Linked DNA regions of Mus musculus: regions 1, 2, 3, 4, 5 and 6 are each linked to region 7. Evidence: chromatin contacts called from public promoter capture Hi-C data. All regions are on one chromosome and are shown on one strand. The core of a region is the stretch at or near the end of the contact, and the rest is flanking DNA. Distances in the headings are between cores, read along the strand shown.

Region 1 (2,713 bases), core at 107-2,606, 2.6 Mb before region 7:
TAGGAAGCTACTGGGTCTGTGCTCTCGCCCTCCTGGGGAAATGCGCATGCGCGCGGCCTTAGTAGTTCCCTAATTCAGCTGGTTTCCTCTAAGGGACACTGTAGGTGGCCTCAGCCAGCACCAGGTCTCTGGGTTGGTTGGGCAGAAAAGATGGAACTGCTCAGCTTTATAGGGGCTGTCCCTTGATTCCTTCTAGCCAGAAGCGGTAGACAAATTGATTCTAAAAGTCCTCCAGTAGGGGTGGAGAGGATTCCTTTCCTGCCTCCGCATCAGGAGCTTGCAAGCGCAAGTGGCTCCGCAAAAGCTTCTGGCTCCTCAGGGAAGCAGCTGAAGGTGGCAACCCCGGGTGCTCCTGGGCCCACTGTCACTTTGATGAACGAAGCTGGCACCCTGCTCCAGCAGCAATTCTGAGAGGAAAGGGACCTTCCAGCGTGCTCCCCTCCCTCCGGTTCTTGGTTGTTTAGAAGTCTTGGATTAGAGTTGCTTCCTAGAGCAGTTTGCATGTTAACAGCACCTGGAAAAGATCCCAGAAGCAACACCTCTGGGTGCCCACAGCCAGGGAAACCTACTGTTGTTGCTAAAGGAAAAGGGAAGATGGATGCTTTGTTGCCTAGGTCGCTTTAATTTGAGCCTGCTGGGCAGCCTGACACCCTCTCCTGTGGCATCGGATGCTGTTCTGGAGATCTGAACCAGACTCCTCTGCCAGATCTTCAAATAGCCTCATTGGTGGGACCTCCCTCCTCCAGCAGCACAACCGCCAACAGTTCTGGGCCAGCCTCCTTCCGGAGCTCTCACGCCCCACCTCCTGCCAGCCTGCTTGGGATCCTATTTGCTCTGGTTCGGAGGTGGGGAGAGGCCCTGTCAGTTCTTCAGCGCTTACAGGCTAGGAGTATCTGGATGTCACAGGACAGCGACCGTGCCCAGGAATGAGTGACAATTGATTATTTTCCGTAAAATCGGGATAACAGTTATGTCTCAGGATTGAATGTACATAAAAGGCTTAACAGGGTGCTGGGTACTGATTGTCTTTGTTCCTTCTGGTGTCCGCCCCTCATTTTCCCGTATACTTATATATTGCCTCTGCCCACACATTCATTTAGCCCCATCATTTCCCTACCACCCCTGCTGCAAACAAAGCCACCACCATTTTGTAAGGGATCCCCTCCAAACGTGACAAGAAAAGGAAATGATTTTAAATCCATATCCCGTAACTAACAGTGCTCCTTTAGTTCTTGTGGGAGGTAGGGAAGGGGAACTGTTAAATCGACGGAAGTACTCTCCTCCGGCTCCGCTCCCAGGGAATCCAAAGAGGGCTACTTTCTCTTTAAATGCAAATCATCTCCAGCCAGCTTAGCTCCCTCCAGCTCCAGTTCCCCTGAGGAGAGAGAAAGCAGGGTGAAGGGAGATTGCAAAGAAGCACTGTTTCACACTCCAGACCCCAAACTTCCAGGTCAGTAGAACCCCAAGGGGGCGAGAAGGGAGTGAGGAGGATGGGGGCGGGGTGCCGCACCTGATGCTTGTTTTTTGAAGCCCGAATTGAGAACTGAATCTTTCCTTAGGCACATCTCAGGCGGATCACAGTCGCTCTGGCTGCCGCTTCCATCAGGTCTCTTACTGGGTCACACTGCTGCTACATGGAGAGAAAAAGAGTTCTGTCTCCCACCACCACCACCCCCCACCCCACCCCCGAGCCCCACTGATGCCACCCAGCTGTTCCATGCCAGCTTAAACGCTTAATGTTCCGATTTGACCATCGCCCTCTCGGAAGTAAAGTGAGGGAGCTGAGACCTCCCCTGGAGAGGACCTCAGCAGACCAGATACCTAGGTGATGGGGCTGTAGGGGAGTCAAGCTAAGCTAATCAAGTCAGAGTTACATTGTTGGAGGTCTAGCCCCTAAAGACTTTCTAACTAGAAAAAGAAGAGACTAGAAGCTGTCCTGGGAACTTCTGGGCAGCCCTGGCATGTGTAGTTGAAGTGAAGTGGAAGAGAGGCCAGTGATGAGCCGGCTATTCCTGGTCCATATGATTGACACCAGGGTATTTCCAGGTGTCCCTGCCTTACCTTGGTTGCACCTCATGCAGTTAGTCAGTATCCGCTGCCATATACAGACCGTTGCCTAGCAAATGGCCTCCTGATCCTCAGCTTGCTCCCCTAGTCACATCCACCCTGTCTCCTGAGCATCTTCCTCTACAGCCCCAGGCTCTGGGCTGTAGTGACAGGAAAACAGCAAGATGACCCTGGTCTGGGCCAGCCCTCTCCAGCAGGCAGATGGGGCTGTCAGGAAGAAAAGGGCTTTGCTGGCCTTGGGAGGTCCTTCAGATGCATAGCTACAGTCCAGCAGCAGGCTGGCATATGACCCTGTACAGACAAGAGGACAGAGCTCCTGACTGATGGACAAAGATACATCTGAAGACCCTTCCTCTCAGACGAAAGAGGGTGCTGAGTGAAGGGATGATTTTGCCCCCTTCCTTCCCAGACCTGAGGTCCAACACACCACCCAATGGAAGACAAAAAGAAGAAACGGAGTCCTAAGCCCTGCCTGACCCAACCAGCACAGGCCCCAGGCACACTGCGCAGAGTCCCTGTGCCCACCAGCCACAGTGGCTCCTTGGCTCTGGGACTCCCTCATTTGCCATCACCCAAGCAGCGAGCCAAGTTCAAGAGGTGAGTAGGGAGGGGCTCTTGGCCAGACTGGAGACTCCCAGGTGTGAGC
Region 2 (2,713 bases), core at 189-2,688, 2.3 Mb after region 7:
TCCCATAGTGGAAAAGATTCCAAATGCCAACAGATGAAAACATACGGGGGTGGGGTGGGGGTGGGGGTGGAGGGTGGCAGGCATGGGGGGGGGGAGAGCACAAACAAACCCAAACATTGCTGTGATGCTTGGCTGGGTCCAACTCTCTCTTGTGCTACTTAAAGGTAGCTTTAGTGGTGACAAAAATAACAGGATGGCTGGGCACACTGTCACACACTTGTAATCCCAGCTCTTTGCAGACGCAAGAGATCACTGTGAATCTGAGGCCAGCTTGATCTATGAGTGTCAGTGCAGCCAGGCCTACATAGCTAGACACTGCCTCAAAACATCAAACCTAATCAGACTAAGTCAACCCCAATAAAACAAACTAACAAAACAAAACAAAACAAAAACAGAAACAAATCAATTTTATTGTGAACCTGCTAACAAGTAAACCCAACATTAAGCACTGAAAACATATGTCTTTTAAACCTCAAAATCCTGAGGGTATAGTATTATTTTATTATTTTACAACTAGATGTGGATACCAAGCCTCAGCAAAACTAACTTTCCTTGGTTAAGAGCAGAGCTGGCACCAGAACACTCCCTCCACAGTTCGCGGCTCTCTATCCATCACATTAACTACCTTATGTTAAGTCGGCCAGCTAGACGCACAACTTTGATGGCTGTGAAGGACTCGGAACTTTATTGCTATTAGATGATTCTTTTCTACTCTGCTTATAGATACAGTTCTGCCACTCAGAGCCCTTGATACTCCTATGAGCAAGACCAGTCTGCTATTATTATGTTCGTTTTATGGGTGAGAAAAATGATGCTCTTTAAAGTCAAGCAATCAGCTCAGAGCCACGCAGCCAGAAGTCAGCTGAGGAGCCAAATATGGTTTTAAAGTACTCTTTCTAGTATACTGTAAGATTCACATTATTTCTAGTTTTTGGTTTGTTTGTTTTTGTTTTGTTTTTAGACTGCGATTTATTTTACTATGTAGCCCTGGCTGGCCTGGCAATCACTATGTAAGACCAGGTTAGCCTTGAACTTACAGAAAATTGCCAGCTTCTACCTCCAGAGAGCTGGGGTTAAAGGTGTGAGCCACGTTCTAGTTCTACTTAGAATCTTAACCCACACCAAGTCTCAGGTGACAGCACATGCGCACACGCAAGCCGAGCGTAGCCAGAGAGCAGTGCCAGCCATGTGTTCCCAGATGCCAACGTGCGGCCTGGAGCGAAGTCTAGGTCTCTGGACCAGTGGACGTTCTCTGCGAACCGAGAGCTGTGAAAGAATCCCAAGACTCTAGCTTTGGAAACTACATCTCCCAGAACCCTCCGATTCAGGCCGCTTGAGAGGGGCTGTATTTCCGGTAAAGCAGGCTTCTGATAGGCTGCATTGCAAGCCGCGTCTTGGGCCTGCTTCCGGTGTCTTGGCGGACGCGGCGGGGTGGGTAGTGCTGTCGTGGTGGTGGAGTTTGCTGAGCATTTCCTAGACCTCAGTAGGCATGTCGGCGGCTTTTCGCAAGGCAGCCAAGACCCGGCAGCGGGAACACCGAGAACGAAGCCAGGTAGGCCCTCGCAAGCCTCAGGGGCGCCTGCAGTGGCCCCCGCCCCCTCGCTGTCCCTGCATCCGGATACGGGACAGCGCATCTGCCTTCAGTCAATACCCAACACATGGGGCCTGACCCCAGCGTGCCTTGTCGGGGAGACCCAGGGACAGGGTAGGAGGATTGTCATTCTCTACGGTAGAGGGTCAGTGGGTAATTGAGTGAGGCAGGGTGTGCTAGAGGCCTTTCCCTGGGAACTTGAGACCAAAGTCAAAGGAATGTAACCGAGTGACCAGCGACAGTAGGCGCCTCACAACCGACGCATGCCCGGGTGTTCCTAAACTGGGCCCAACTTTTGGCATGGGATTTGCGGTTCGTGTAGATCTGTCATATGCTTCCCCCTAAAATCGTGGCACTTTCCTTATCCCTTCTGGAGAATGTCTTGACCATTTACAAACTTTGCTGGACCTCATAGCCCAGGTCTATAATGGCATCTACCCAAGAGGCCAAGGCAGAAGGATCCCAAAATCGGGGCCTGTCTGGGTCACTTAGACCTGACTCAAAAATCTAAAAAAATTCTAGACATAGGCCTCAATGGTGAACTGCTTGCCTAGCAAGTAAGGGCAGTAGGCGTAGTCCTTGGTAAGAAGAAAAAAAGGAGGGAAGTGGGGAGTTCCCCCACTTAATTTAGTTAGAATAAATAGGTGTGGATTTACTCAGGAGAATGTGTTAGGGTTTGGATATGCAATACAAATAAAGATGTATGCAGAATCACTTTATCCACTTTGCCATTCTCAGAAATTACATCATAACTGGTTCAAACAAGCTTTTAACAAGCCTTGGAGAGAGGGCTTAGCCGTTAAGAGTACTCGGCTGCTCTCTCAGAGTTCAAATCCTAGCACTCACATTGTGGGTTCACAAATAGCTTTAACTCCACTCTAGGAATTCCACCACCCCCTCTGGCCTCCATAGGCCCTGCACTCACATTCATTCATATTCTTTATCTCTCTCTCTCTCACACACACACTAACTTTTTTTTTTTTTTTTTTGGTTTTTCGAGACAGGGTTTCTCTGTATAGCCCTGGCTGTCCTGGAACTCACTTTGTAGACCAGGCTGGCCTCGAACTCAGAAATCCGCCTGTCTCTGCCTCCCAAGTGCTGGGATTAAAGGTGTGCGCCGCC
Region 3 (2,700 bases), core at 116-2,615, 2.2 Mb after region 7:
GGATCTATGAAGCTAAGGAGGATAAAAGAGCAAACAGGTGGCTGTTTAAAGAAAGAGTGGCTACAAACCTTCAGTGAGGTGCTCCCGTCCCAATGCCCTCCCTCCCCGCAAACACACCGTGAGGCAGTGCCACGGCCTCATGTAGTTGGTGGTGCAGAAACAACACTCTGAACATAACCACCTCCAAACCCTCCTTTTGCCCTTTACTGCTTGGACAACCTATCCGTGCCTGCTTTTCTACAGTGGGACCAGGGCTTCCTGTTTCATACAGAAAGAGAAACTGCAGGTAAAGAAAAAGGGTGGCTTCCTTCTGTCATTTCTAGAACACATCAGGTGGAGGGGCTAAACCCTAATAAGGAGTAGCTGATGCAAATCACTTTAATTATTTATATCGTAAAACATGATCTGGACCAGAGAGTACACTTGTACAGAGTGACTAGGCTTTCTGACCCGAAAGGCTGACTTAACATAAGCAATACTGACACGAGCAGCTCAGGAAATATCAGCAAAATGAATGACAGACATGCAGACGGTCTCTTTTTGAAGATAGCCTCTTGAGGAAATTACCAAATTTGAAGCTTTCATGGTCTGGAATGGTGATTCCTCCTTCACCCGAAAACACACAGGTTCTACAAATGTGGGTTTGGCAGACACAAAAGGAGAATTTAAAATAACCAGCACATCACTTAGTTCTCAACCTGGTTCTGCACTTTCTCTTCAGCTCAAGAGTCGGCAAAGTGAGCCTTTACTAGCCGGAGTGACAAGCAGGCGAGGTAGTTACCAGGCACAGGTCAAGGGATCTAATCTGAGAGGAACCAGCCCGAACCTTTGCTTACGCAACCCCAGAAATACACGTTTCTCGGTGTCTGAGAGGAGAGATAAGAGACCCGGTGGGCTGCCCCGGGAAACGCAGAGACCAACTTTCTGTAACAAGACCAGGAGGTGTGAGGGTGGCCGAGGACTGCGAACCCAGCACCTCTGAGAGACTAGCATGAGGACCCTGACCGGGAAAGCACCCCTAGTCCAGGGCTACAGAGAAAAACCCCGAGGCAGTCTGGGGGCTACGAGCTGGGCTAAGAGGGGCAGGGTCCGGGTCTCCATGGAAACAGAGAAGGGGGGCTGGATACCCATCCCCATGGAAACGGAGGAGGGGTGGGGTCCCTCGGGTGAGTGGAATGAAGTCTCAGCCGGGAATGGCTACGGCAGGGAGCCCCAGTCCCGCACCCCCCGGATAGTTCCAGCCCCAGCCGAGTCCAGCCTCTGCTTTTACCTCCGCGGCTCCCGGCAACGGCGGCAGCAGCAGCTTCTCCCCTCCCAAGCGGCACCATGATTGCCCCCACCTGTCCCTAGCGTCACTTCCGCTTCCGCTTTCCGGAGGAAGGAGAGGCCCGGGGAGCCCTGGGCCTGCTGCTGTTCGTGATTGGCTTCTACTCTCCAGGGGGCTGAGACCGCGCCTCTCCCCAGCGGGCTGTGGGCGGAGCGAGTGGAGTCTGGCGCTCCGGTGCCGCACCGGGAAGCTGACCATAGAGAGCGGGCTGTTTCGAGCGCGGGAGGATACGCGACATCAGCGGTGAAGTCGAGGTGTTCTCAGCCCCAGCTGCGTCCACAGCTGCAGCAAGAAGGCTGCAGTCAGCCGCCGCCTTCCAGATGCGTAGGCCAGCCCACGGCATCCCTCTCCTCGCCCCACTGTACCCACGCAGCATAGTTCACCTGGCTGAGGCTCCCCCCCAGGACCGGAACGCTGAGCAGAGCCCTCCAGAAACTTCTCGTTCTCACGCGCCCGCGGGAGCTAGCGGTTCCAACCTTCCTTAAGGAGGGTTTTTGCTCTAGAAAGGGTCAGCGCCACCTACTGGCCAGTCCCCTGTCAGCTCTTAACACTTATCCTACCCACCCTTGAAATCCACTCGGTGGTAGCAATATTTCAAAGCCCAAGAAGATACTTTTCTCGTGTTTCTATTATATTCCTGTATATGTAATTTTTAGACTCTCACATAAGCTAATGCTTATTTACCCCATGAACGACTTCTCTCGAATGTTTACGTTGGAGCAGTGCTCTTAGAGGCTAGATCAGGGTTCAGGCCCAAACTGCTGTGCCATTCCCTCTGAGTAAGGTTGAATAAGTGACTCTGGCGCACCAGCATGCCACAGATCAGCTGCTCTGTTCTTAAGCCACAAAGGACTAGCTGCCAGGAACTACCATCTCTTGAGAGAGGAGGATTGGGGAAGAGAAGACCAACTGACTGCTCTGACCTTAGAGTTCTTTTGAAACCAGAACCCACATTAGATGGCTCACATCCAGCTTCAGAGAGATCTGAGCCTCTGGCCTCTCCTAGCACATTCACACATGCATGTACCACCACCACCACACACATACACATAACTAAAAAAAGAGAGAACCATAGTCACCATTAAAAATACATTTTCATTAAAATATATTACATATATGAGAGGTGCTGCATTATATACAGTTGGGAGGACTGAATATCCTACAAAATCCCACTTGTTTCACCAGAACCCCCTTTCTTCAGTGCTCTTGGGGGCGACTGAGAGGCCTTGGAGTTGAGCAGAAAGGGAACAGGTGCCCTATGCATGAACATGTTTGCGGCTTGGACAGTGGAAGCATCTGGATGGCTAAAAGTTGTTTATCCAGGAACCTCTAAGCAGAGTCCTGCCGCCCCAAGCCATTCTCCTTCAGGGACT
Region 4 (2,700 bases), core at 24-2,523, 2.3 Mb before region 7:
CCGGCTAAATTTTTATCTTTCAAAAAAATTTAACGTGATGCAAAAGTTGCAGTACGTAATAAGATCCAATCTTGGGCTGTGGACACACACGTACGCACGCACGCACGCACAGAAAAAGGTATGTCTTGATTACTCTAACCTGGTCACACTATTCCCTACTGGGAGAAACTCGAGGACAACCCAGAAATCACTTAAAAATACAACTAATGCACAAGTATAATTTACAATGATAAATGTTGGACCAGCGCCACACCATTTAACTCTATCCCCAAAGGTAAGTGTGATTCAGGCACACATGGACTTTTAGAATGGATGGGGGCAGGGGATACGGCCTCGGGTTTCTTCATTCTCTAGTAAGGTGATCTTTTTCTTCACTTTCCCCCTAAATTGGGTCCAAAGAGGGGCACACTGTGATCACGCCAGAGCACCTTTAGGGCAAAGAAGTGGGCGAAGCAGGAAGCCGCAGGTTGTCCGAATGCAAGAGATGTGGGCCACCTACTCACATTCATATTTTCGATTGACTGGAGGATACTTGTCCTTGGTCGCCTTCTGTTCCTCCGTCAAATTGTAATCTCTAACATCTTCCTCCTCTTGAGCCATGATTGCGGAGTTGGTACTCTTACTTCCGCCCTTCATCAGCCAGACTTCGGCCCCGCGCCATAACTTCCGCTCTACACCCCACCCCCTTGGCAGCGGGTCTAAAAGGACCAGGACTCCATTCTGCAAGCTCGCGGAAGGATATACCCGCTTGCGGCTGCCGGGCTGCCGGGCTGCCAGGCTCGGTCCTGCCGCTTTTATAACATGTTTTAGAGACCAGCATCTTATTTCCTGCACTCATCACTATTAGTACCGAGGGAGTCAGTTAAAAGACGCCACCTTGAATTAGGCACCTGTAAGTCTAAACGGTGATGCGTTTTCTCCTCGTCTGGCCCTCCGAGTTGCTAACCAGACCCGGAAACACTTCCAAATTCTTTCGCTACCCTGAGGGAGTTGTCAGCATAACGGCCTGCTAAGAAGATGGCTGCGCATGAGCGTGTAGGGTGTATGTCACGTGATCTGCACGGGCCTCATCCCGGCAGGCGGGGCGCGCGCGCAATCCGTGGAAGTCTCCGGACTGTGGTGGGGGGTGGGGGAGAGAGAAGGGGCGGAGCGCGCGCGCCTCGGGACTCTGGAGAAAACGACTCTCGAGCGTCTCCATAGGCCGCGAGGCGGATGCTCCGCCCACCCCTCAGACCCGCGCTTTCTCATTGGTCGGTGTTGGCGCGAAGGCACGCGAGCCGGCCCCCTACGCACGGGCCGCAGGAAACAATAGAGGCCGCGCGCGCGGAGTGGAGCGCTCGTAGCCTCCCCGCCCCTCCTGCAACGCACGACCCCGGGATCCCCCAACCCCTCCCGGCTCTCCTGCCGCCATGGCTGACAAGGAAGGTGAGTGTGCCGAGGCCGGCTCGGAAGGGACGGTGCTGGCTTGTAGGGCTGTGTCGTGGCCTGTTACGCGGCCTGAGACGGAGAGCAGGCCCGACTCTGGCGAGCCTCGTCCCAGCGACGCCGGCCTGAGGACTGAGCTCCCCGGCGGGGCGGGCTAACGGCGCAGCAGCTCCTCCGGAGCGGATGCGAGGCGACGCCAGGTCTCCGGCCTAGGCGACTACGAGGCTCCCTGCCGGTCCCTCTGCCTGCCGAGACTCGGGGCGCCGCTCTCCATCCCCAGGCTCGATGCGCAGGTCTCCTCCCCGGGTTTGGCGGACTTGGCGCGCGCCACCGTGCTTCGTTCGGGGTTGGACACCATCGGCCCCCGAAGGAGTAACGGAGTGTCCGGCTGGGGTGGCCCCAGGACTTCCGGCCCGCCGCGGCCGAGAGTGGCGTTGGTGCCCGCGACCTGGGAGATTAAGATGAATCTCCATTTCGTTGTCAAAATCCGGGCGCTACGCCGGTGGCTTGGAGAGGTTTGTGCCCTTTCCGTTTACGTTCGCTAACTTGATTTGTCTTTTAAAAACATTTTAGCGGCCTTTGACGACGCAGTGGAAGAACGGGTGATCAACGAGGAGTACAAAATATGGAAGAAGAACACCCCTTTTCTTTATGATTTGGTGATGACCCATGCCCTGGAGTGGCCCAGCTTAACTGCCCAGTGGCTTCCAGATGTGACCAGGTGACGCGAATCTTGAATATTTTTGATAGTTCATATATTTTAATTTTTTTGCCCTCCAGTCACTCAGGGGGGACATTATCAGAGCTTATGAGTACTATTTATTTTCCTCGACTAGAAATAATGTCAAAAACAGAAGATCATTTTGTAATTTACCCTGCAAAGAAAACATGCTCTGTTGTTGTGTTGTTGTTTGATTTTTTTTTTTCTTTTTCTTTTACTTTTTTTTTTTAAGTCATCTCTATTTGTATGAATACACTGAAGCCAGAAGAGGGCATTGGGTCCCATTACAGATTGTTGTGAGCCACCATGTGGTTGCTGGGATTTGAACTCAGGACCTTGGGAAGAGCAGTCAATGCTCTTAGCCGCTGAGCCAGCTCTCCAGCCCTGTTTTTGTTTTTTCCCTCAGCATGGAGTTGAATAGCCATTCTTAAGACTGGAGTTGGCCATGTAATATAAAACTTGACCGTTTTCAAAAGTTATTCTGGGTCCAGTTTATTCAACAAAACATTTGATTTCTCAAGTCATTTATAAGGTTAATAAATAGCAAGATAAAT
Region 5 (2,783 bases), core at 77-2,576, 2.2 Mb after region 7:
AGAAAAGAGAACGTGAGGAAGACATCGAGGGCTTGCAAGCGTCTGATTTAGATCGCAGGAAAAGGGAAAACTCTTGACTCACACGAGTAAAGGGGTTCAGGTCTTTGTTGAGCTCCTCGGAGCGCTCCATCACCAGGGTCACAGGGCCTGGGAACAGGTCTTCCAGGAGCTCCCTAGGTACTCTCACCTGACAGTACCTGCAGGCAAAGGAGCACAAATCCTCTCCAAATCACCCTGATGGACCTTTCCTGGGGACTTAAGGCAGATGCTGGAGAGGGGTCCCCTTCGCGTGTATAATGAACGAGATCTACCTGACTCTCTACTCCCTCTTCCTCGGAGTTCTGGCAGAAGACAGACTCCACAGAGTACCCTGGGCTTTAAGTCTATCCGCCTGTCTTGGGGGACAAAACCACAGCGCCGTGGCACGTGGATACAATCTCAATCCGTTTAATCATCTGGAAGGCGTTACCCCGAAACGGGCCTCCCCTCCGCCCATCACAAGGGCACCGGGAGAAGAGTGCCATGCTCGCCTAACTCAGCTTCTCGACCGACTGTCTAGAGCGGATCTTGGCGAGCCGTCAGCGCTCCCGACCAATCTCCAGTTCCGGATTCCTCCTCGGGGAGCAAGGACAAGCCCCTCCCGCGCTCGGCGGACGCCGCGGTCTCCCGAGGCTGTCACCGGAAACCCCTCCCGCGGGGCCGCCCCCAGCGGGGCCGCCTCACCTGTAGACGTCGGCCACGCGGCCCAGGCACACGGCCAGCGGCTTGGCCTCGCTGCGGCCTTTGAGGCGGTACACGCAACTCAGGGCCGCCGAGCTGCTCGCCGAGCAGGCCAGGCCGTAGAGCGTGTCGGTCGGGACCGCCACCACGGCGCCGGCGCGCAGCTCGGCCACGGCGGCCCGCAGCGCCTCGGTCCAGCCGGAGCGCTCGGGGCTCGCGGCTTCCACGGGCTCGCTCTCCGGAAGCCGCAGCAGCCGGGCCCCCGGCAGCGCCGGAGCGGGCTCAGGAGGGCGTAGGAGGCGGCAGCCGCGGCCAGAACTAGCCGGCCCGTCGCTCAACCCCATGCCGGCCGCCACGGCGGCCCTCAGCCCCGCGCACGGACGCGCCGTAGACATCCGTGCCGAGCCGCTTCCGGGAGGAAGTGACGCACGGACGCAACTTCCGGCCCGCGAGGCTCGGCCCCGCCTCCGCTCCCGGCCGCTTAAAGGGACCGCGACCCCCAGGCGACTTGAAGGAGAACGGTGGGGACGGGGCGGGGCTCGGCTTAGCGGACTCCTCGCGCGGCGCGGGGGGCGGACTGCGGAGGGGTGGTGAGCGGGTGGCACGGGCGGCGATGGAGTGGGGTCCCGGCGCAGGCTGGTCACGGGGGTGAGAGCGGGCCGGCGGGGCGGTGGGTTGGGGCCGCGACCTCGCGCCGCCTAGCGCCGGGCCCTGACGCCGTCTCTCTCCCGGGCAGGGAGGCTGCCGGCGTGGACCGTGGGAAGGCGGGGTTGGGGCTCGGCGGGAGGCCACCCCCGCAGCCGCCCCGAGATGAACGCGCCCAGCAGCTGCTGGACGCCGTGGAGCAGCGGCAGCGGCAGCTTCTGGACACCATCGCCGCCTGTGAGGAGATGCTGCGGCAGCTGGGCCGCCGGCGCCCAGAACCGGCTGGTGGCGGGGTCAGTGCCCAGTGCCCTCTCCGGGCTGGACCTGGGGAGGTGGGCGCTTCCCACTCACTGCACTGGTCTAGCTCGCGCTCCCCACCCCCACCCCGCTCCAAAGGAGGCAGGTGGAAGAGCATCCCCACCGCTTAACTTCCTTTGATCTGAGCGAGGTTTTGAAAAAGCATGGTACTGTCGAGATGCCAAGTGGCCTTATTCTTGTGGGGCCTAACTTAAGGCCTTTCCTCCGGGCTCATCCCCCCTCCCCCCTTTTCTGTTCCAACTAGAACGGTTCAGCCAAGTCTGGAGCGCCGCCCCAGCCATCTGTATCGGCCAGAGGTGGCCTTCCAAAGGATGCTGGCGATGGAGCCTCGGAGTCTTGATCATACCCTAGCCGGGCACCCTGACTTCTGTCCCTTTCCAGGGCCAGTGGCTGGACTGTGACCAACTCCCTTCACTAAAAGGGGCCAGTCTTCACGGGCAGTTGCTGGTACTTGGCCCTCAGCCTGGGATGGCAACTCTACTAGCAGCTGGGTTCACTCCCACGTCGTCCTGGCTGAAGGCAGTACTGTGCTTTGAAATGGAGCCAACAAACATCCAGTCTTGAGTACTCGGATTCAGGAAGCCAGCAGTGCTGGCCAGAGTGGTCTGGCCTGCTTTGGGGGTTCCAGGTGGTATTACATGTTCATTTCATGCTTTGGGGGCTCTCAGCCCCACAAAACACTTGAGCAGAGTCTTGATTAAAAGGAAATCTGCAGACCCTGGTGACTGACCTTTCTTTTCTGTCCCTCCAAGACTTGATGGCTGGGAGTGGGAAGAGAGTGTCAACCAGGGACAGGGATGGGAAGTAATGCCACATGTACTACCAGATTTAAATAAGCATTTAATTAAGATTTCATTAGTATTTAATATTGCTTTTTCAATTCCAAAAAGTTAAATTTTCACTTCATAGCAGATATTTTAAAGTACAATATTAAGTTTATACAAAATGAGCAATTAAGCAAACACTATTATTTCACATTCTTCAAAAATACAAATTCGTATTTATTCTTTTTAGGGGTTGGAGGTTTCTTCCTTTGGAAGTACTGAACCTGTAACGTTTTCATATCGCTCAGTGGAAGTCCGTTGTTCCCATGTTTTACA
Region 6 (2,700 bases), core at 61-2,560, 2.6 Mb before region 7:
CCTCTTGAGGCTGCAGCATTTAGCCAACAGTAATTTCAACACGTGAGTTTCTAGGACAGCCTGATCTACATAGAGAGTTACACGCCAGCCAGCTCTATAAAGCAAGACCTTATCAAACAAAACAAACTCCACACAACAAAAGAATTGAAATCACAATTGTGGGGTTTTTTTTAATGTTCTGAGCCTACACTGGCACTGCAAATCATAATGAAGAACAAAGACGAGAAAAATCTAACATTTTAAAGCAGTAACACTTGATACTTTGCAGAAAGTGGGGCAGGGGTGGTAGGGTGGGAGTTTACCAACCTGCCTAAAGCCAAACTCCCTGGCTTCAATCCCTTTCTGAGGGAGTAATTGCCAAGCTGGTGGGGTTAGAAGGCGGGGCATAAATTGCCTCAGAGAACAGCTGTGGTGTCGGAGAATGGTTCCAACCGGTTTTGGTAGGCAGCTCTGAGTTAGAAGCCAGCATAGTCAAAGATTACGTTCTAGGACACACTAGGCTACACAAAGAAACCCTGACTCAGGGGGCAAAGAAATATTTTTAAAGGATGGGTGCTGGTGTCAGGCTTCCAGCTTTGAATCTGCTATAACCACACAATATTGATGGAGCCTTAAACTATTTACCCTTTACCTGGTGGCCTTTGCCATTAGTCCAAGCCATGGGGAGGCAAAGACAGACAAAACTCTTGAGTTCAAAGCCAATTTAATCTACATAGGGAGTTCCAGGCCTGCCAAAGCCACATATAACGAGATGTTGTCTCTAACAAACAAATAGTAGTTTGTTTTATTTTAACTAGGCTTTTCTGTACTATCGTATATTTCACAGATCACTGAGTATTTTGTACTTAATCCGAGTAATTATGAGAATCAAGCTACTGGATACGAGGAAAAAACGTTTGAATTATTATAAACCTTCTATTGTAATAGAGGGGAAAAAAATGCCAGGCACATAACAAATTAGTTTACCTTTCTATCCCTCTTCCGAGTTCTCAGAGATCATAGAAAGTCATACATGTTTATAAAGGACTAATGAGTGTATGAAAAAAAAAGAAAAAAAAAAGACCAGAATGCCAAAGTTTAAGGCCAATCATAGCTTCAGTACCAGAAAAGAGGCTGACAAAAATCTCTCGACCAATGACATAATTTCGGACCCTCAGGGTATTTGGCTCCTATGCTTTTCGGTTGCATCTCGGGAGTTGTGCGGCGCCGCGAGGCATGAAGGGGCTCGTAGTTTTTCCCACTCCCGCCTCCAAAGCCGCCTTGACTTCTTTTTTCCCAGCAAGCTCCGCGCCCGCGTTTGCTGTTGATTGGCTGCGGCAGGAGAGGGCGGTCCTGTTGGCAGCAGTTACCTAGGTTTCCGGTGCTCGGCCGGAGAGGAGGACGCCGCCGGACGTCCGTGGTGAAGTATGTCTATGGGCTGTACGTGGGACGAGCTCTTCAGAGGGTCTGTGGCCCAGGACGCGTTGGCCGTAGAGGAACAACTAATTCGGGGGGTCGGGGGGAGGGCGGCCTGCCCCAGTGTTGCGCGTGCGTACTCTAGGTCTAGAGGGCGCGTGGGGTGTGGGTGGCTTCTGTGCGCGCGCGCGCGCGGGGGTCCCACGTGGGACCTGGTGGGGCGGGGAGCCGATCGGGACTGGAGCATCCCGCCACGTCAGTCTGCGGCTCTGAGCCAATCCCGCGCTCCGGCTGCCGAGAGGGAGCCGTGTGGTGCCGAGAAGTGGCATTCGGGAGAAAGGAGGCCTCTTCCTTCCCTCACTCACTCAGGGGCAGCTTCTCGGAAACCTTCCATGGGACCGTGAAATCCCGGGCGAAGACCGACCGGTCTGTTTGAAGCTTCGAGCGTCAGATTTGGGGATTTCTTATCTAGTTGTGAAGAAGAATTTTGAAGTCTAGAAAAAAAAAAGCAACTGGGTCCTTAAAGGATCTGCCCCATTTCTGGCCTTGCAGATCACAATGAAGAACCAAGACAAAAAGAATGGGCCTGCCAAACACTCCAACTCGAAGGGCAGCCCGGGGCAACGGGAAGCAGGACCGGAGGGAGCCCATGGACGACCCAGACAGACAGCTCCTGGGGCGGAAGCCGAAGGTTCCACAAGCCAGGCTCCTGGGAAGACCGAGGGTGTGTGCCAGCTCTGCTTTTCCAGTGGGCAGAGGGAGGAGTTTCTGGTACTGGTCTGTCTTCTGAGGCCAGTGTTTACCCAAGAAGAAGGAACTATAGAATGAACGATGCTCATTCTGTGTGATCCTTTTGTTTCCTGGGGAGGTGGTGAACCTTCCCACTCTTAGCCGTGGGGCGCAACCTTGGGAGCATGCTCTGACTGGTTTAAACGAAGACAGTCAAATGAAGCACCCCGTAAGCAAAGTCATATTCCCAGAGAACACTTGCCAGTGGTGGGTAATTGTCCTTCATGAGGTGCAGCGTCTGCCACATGCCAACTGCTCCTCACACAGGGGTGCTTTACACAGTTGGCTTTTATAACAAGTATGTTTGGGTGTTAGAAATACTTGTTTTATAACTAAACAAACTTAGGGTTTAAAAAAACTTAAATTGAGGCCAGGCCTAGTGTCCCTCACCATTGTCCACAGAACTCAGGAGGCAGAGGCAGACAGATCTCGGAGTTTGTGATCAGCCTGCATACTAAGTTCCAAGACAGCCAGGGCCCTGTAGAGAGAGCCTAACTCAACCGAATAAATAAATAA
Region 7 (2,700 bases), core at 30-2,529:
CGTCAACAAATAGCTCTAAATGCAGACTAGGAAGACAGCACCAAGTTGCCCTGTTTTCTCCCAAACAGAGGCCTCCGACGTGCACTAGTTGGGTCCCAAGGGACCGGACCGCTAGCCTCTAGCGGATTACCGCCAAGACGTGAGGATGCCCTCCCGCTGGAAGCCAATCCCTAGCGGCCTCCACAGCCCGCCGCGCGTCCGCCCCGCCTGCGCAAGCATGCGCAGGAGCGCTTCCGGCAGGGGACAAAATGGAGGCCCTCTAGGCTGCGGGCGGGGGGGAAGAGGAAAAAAAAACGCCGAGGGTAGGCAGGCGCCGCCATCTTAGGGAAACGGACGGCTTTGCTCGAGAACCCGCTCACCTCCGAGTCGGAGATCTTCTCCTCCGTGCGCGGTCCCGGTCCGCCGGGAGGGGGCCCCTGGTGGTGCTGCTGGTGGTAGGGCGCATGATGCTGCCGGCCCCCACGGGGCTCGCCGCCACCTCGGTGTGGTGGCTTCGGGTGGCCACCAGGAGCGCCCATGCCCGGGCCACCTCCAGGCTTAGGCCCACCGGGCATCTTGCCGCCTTTTGGACCGCCAGGGCCTGGCCCCGGCTTAGGCCCCGGCCCGGCGCCCCCGGCGGGCGGTGGCGGAGGGCCGCCGGTCTGTGGAGGGGTGGTCGAGACTCCGCTGCTCGGCGTCGATGGGGGAGGCGGTCCGGGGGCGGTGGAGGGGACGGCGGGCGGCGGAGTCGGGGTTGGACCAGGGCCCGGAGGGGCGCCGGTGGTCGGGGGGTTGGCGGGCGGAGCCGAGACCGCCGGCGGAGGCGCACTGCTCACCCCCGGCGCCGAGCCGGGGCCTTGGGGGACGACGGGCTTGGATTCCTGCGGCGGAGGCGGGGGCTGTTGATGGGGCGGCTGGTGCGGCGGCGGCTGCTGGTGCGGCGGCGGCTGCTGCGGCGGAGGCTGCTGCGGCGGCGGCTGCTGCTGCTGCTGGTGAGGAGGTGGAGGCGGGAGCGGCGGCTTCGGGCCGCCAGGGCCCGGGCCCATGGGGCCGCGGTTCTGGTTGAGGCCCATGCCCGGCGGCGGAGAGCGGAAGTCGTGAAGGCCGCCGCGGCCGCCACCTCCTCCACGCCGGTGAAAGCCTCCACCGCCGCCACCGCGACTCCGGAACCGATCCCGAGACATAGCTGTAGTCAAGGGGCGGTCGAGGCAGAAGCGGAGAAGTCGCTCAGGGAACGTGGTTGCCACCTTGCTGAGCACAAAATGGCGGACGACACAAGCTGCGCGCCGCCTTTGTCCTCTTCTTAAATAGGACAGTTCGGCCTGGCCCGCCTTCCCTAGATTGACAGCTCGGACAGCCAATAGCAAGTACAGTACTTGATGATGAAACCTAAGTTTTTCCAATTGGCTCCCTAGTGAGAGGCGGGAGGTAGGGAGGGCTGGGATTTCCATTTGACCAATAAACGGATAAGAAAGTGTCTATACGCCTTTGTGATTTGTTGGAAGAAATTTGAATGGGCATGCCCTGCAACTTTCGCGTGAAATTAAATATCCAGGGCCCTATCAGCTCCTGATAGCGCTGAAAGGCTATTTTCTTTCCTCTTATGAGTAGTCCGCTATTCTTGGCTAACATCTTCGCTGGGTTCAAGGTTATAAATTGAACTTGTGCTGTCTCTTATTCCTACGCCAATGAAGTTAGAGTCAATTTCACAGAGTTTAATCTCAACGGTTTTACTTTTATTGAAACCCTATCAAAGGCTAGCAGATTGGCAAACACGTGAGCCCAAAATTTGGGAGGAGGAGGCACTAGTAATCAGGACTGCAAGTTTATCTTTACATTATCAATTACATTGAGTTCAAAACCAGCTTGGGCTACATGAAACGTAATAAAATAAAAATAATAAAATAAAATAGAAGCCCCGGTTGTTTTGGCATATGCCTTTAATCCTAGCACTCTGGAAGCAGAAAGGACTCCAAGTTCAAAGCCAGCCTGGGCTGCATAGTAAATTCCAGGACAGCCAGGACTGCACAAAGAAACCCTGCCTCCAAAAAAATTAATGAATAAATAAAAGTAAAGATTTAAGAAAAAGGAAGCCGGGTGTGAGTTCCAGGACAGCCAGGGCTATACAGAGAAACCCTGTCTTGAAAAACCAAAAAAAAAAAAAAAAAAAAAAAAAAAAGGGAAAAAAAAAAACATTATTTCATAGCAACACGTTTGTTGTAATACTATAAAATTTGCCATTAGGTTTGAGTGAATGCAGTCTTTGTCCAAGAGGGAAAAGTATGGAGAGAGCTGAGGACACAGCCTTTGGGGTTCTGGCTTGTGTGACATGCAGAAGACTCACTTTATTCTCCAGCAGAAGGGTAAATGAGGTAGATGTGACTCCATGTGTGTGTACAGTAACAATTTACAAGCACAAATCATGGGAGAGGAAATTGTTTTTGATTTTGTTCAAGACGGGGTTACTCTGCATAGCCCTGGCTGTCCTAGAACTACTTCTGTAGACCAGACTGGCCTCAAACTCAGCCCTCCACCTGCCTCTGCCTCCCAGGTGCTGGGACTAAAAGCATGCATCCACCAGGTCAGCCGAGATTTCCTTTTTATTCCCTCCCTTTAAAGCTTCATGAACATTGGGTTTTAACCGGGATGGGGCTGGTGCATGCCTTTGATCCCATCAGGCATGTGGTAGAAGCAGTCATATCTCTTGAGTTCTAGGCCAGC

What was found. Promoter capture Hi-C pulls out the DNA fragments that hold promoters and counts their contacts. Capture Hi-C pulls out chosen DNA fragments and counts their contacts.
Region 1: a promoter capture Hi-C map of neutrophils shows a contact between it and region 7, with 6 times the contacts expected there. The contact joins the promoter of Ccdc28b here to the promoter of Sfpq in region 7. A contact is called at or near these places in 3 of 39 promoter capture datasets (liver, neutrophils and pre-B cells) and 1 of 115 datasets of contacts at active chromatin or transcription factors (forebrain).
Region 2: a contact with region 7 is called in a promoter capture Hi-C map of adipose tissue. The contact joins the promoter of Utp11 here to the promoter of Sfpq in region 7. A contact is called at or near these places in 1 of 39 promoter capture datasets (neutrophils), 1 of 484 Hi-C or Micro-C datasets (B cells), 1 of 115 datasets of contacts at active chromatin or transcription factors (kidney) and 1 of 9 other capture datasets (adipose tissue).
Region 3: a promoter capture Hi-C map of neutrophils shows a contact between it and region 7, with 3 times the contacts expected there. The contact joins the promoter of Mtf1 here to the promoter of Sfpq in region 7. A contact is called at or near these places in 4 of 39 promoter capture datasets (liver, neutrophils and pre-B cells).
Region 4: a promoter capture Hi-C map of pre-B cells shows a contact between it and region 7, with 5 times the contacts expected there. The contact joins the promoter of Rbbp4 here to the promoter of Sfpq in region 7. A contact is called at or near these places in 2 of 39 promoter capture datasets (the C10 cell line and pre-B cells) and 3 of 115 datasets of contacts at active chromatin or transcription factors (astrocytes, embryonic forebrain and large pre-B cells).
Region 5: a promoter capture Hi-C map of liver shows a contact between it and region 7, with 2.8 times the contacts expected there. The contact joins the promoter of 1110065P20Rik here to the promoter of Sfpq in region 7. A contact is called at or near these places in 1 of 39 promoter capture datasets (pre-B cells) and 2 of 9 other capture datasets (adipose tissue and liver).
Region 6: a promoter capture Hi-C map of hippocampal neurons shows a contact between it and region 7, with 4 times the contacts expected there. The contact joins the promoter of Txlna here to the promoter of Sfpq in region 7. A contact is called at or near these places in 2 of 39 promoter capture datasets (hippocampal neurons and liver).

The regions. Positions count from the first base shown.
Region 1 is chr4:129,622,551-129,625,263 of GRCm38.p6, reverse strand. Ccdc28b (coiled coil domain containing 28B) reads left to right here and starts at 1,356. Exons shown (of 6, transcript NM_025455.2): 1 at 1,356-1,450; 2 at 2,477-2,664. The coding sequence starts at 2,501. It overlaps Gm34305 (a long non-coding RNA gene), which reads right to left and starts at 2,478. Exons shown (of 4, transcript XR_376684.4): 1 at 2,062-2,478; 2 at 1,511-1,630; 3 at 1-1,375.
Region 2 is chr4:124,692,279-124,694,991 of GRCm38.p6, reverse strand. It overlaps Utp11 (UTP11 small subunit processome component), which reads left to right and starts at 1,438. Exons shown (of 8, transcript NM_026031.3): 1 at 1,438-1,552. The coding sequence starts at 1,490.
Region 3 is chr4:124,801,214-124,803,913 of GRCm38.p6, reverse strand. It overlaps Mtf1 (metal response element binding transcription factor 1), which reads right to left and starts at 1,365. Exons shown (of 11, transcript NM_008636.4): 1 at 1,271-1,365. It overlaps Inpp5b (inositol polyphosphate-5-phosphatase B), which reads right to left. Exons shown (of 24, transcript NM_008385.4): 24 at 2,403-2,700.
Region 4 is chr4:129,333,943-129,336,642 of GRCm38.p6, reverse strand. Rbbp4 (retinoblastoma binding protein 4, chromatin remodeling factor) reads left to right here and starts at 1,273. Exons shown (of 12, transcript NM_009030.3): 1 at 1,273-1,425; 2 at 1,999-2,146. The coding sequence starts at 1,410. Zbtb8os (zinc finger and BTB domain containing 8 opposite strand) reads right to left here and starts at 675. Exons shown (of 7, transcript NM_025970.4): 1 at 504-675. The coding sequence starts at 600.
Region 5 is chr4:124,849,107-124,851,889 of GRCm38.p6, reverse strand. It overlaps 1110065P20Rik (RIKEN cDNA 1110065P20 gene), which reads left to right and starts at 1,326. Exons shown (of 3, transcript NM_001347196.1): 1 at 1,326-1,368; 2 at 1,457-1,658; 3 at 1,928-2,405. The coding sequence starts at 1,334. The coding sequence ends at 2,023. Mtf1 (metal response element binding transcription factor 1) reads right to left here. Exons shown (of 11, transcript NM_008636.4): 11 at 2,090-2,783. It overlaps Yrdc (yrdC domain containing (E.coli)), which reads right to left and starts at 1,131. Exons shown (of 5, transcript NM_153566.2): 1 at 724-1,131; 2 at 83-197. The coding sequence starts at 1,115.
Region 6 is chr4:129,639,675-129,642,374 of GRCm38.p6, reverse strand. Txlna (taxilin alpha) reads left to right here and starts at 1,310. Exons shown (of 11, transcript NM_001199695.1): 1 at 1,310-1,404; 2 at 1,948-2,119. The coding sequence starts at 1,954.
Region 7 is chr4:127,019,880-127,022,579 of GRCm38.p6, reverse strand. It overlaps Sfpq (splicing factor proline/glutamine rich (polypyrimidine tract binding protein associated)), which reads right to left and starts at 1,279. Exons shown (of 10, transcript NM_023603.3): 1 at 360-1,279. The coding sequence starts at 1,163.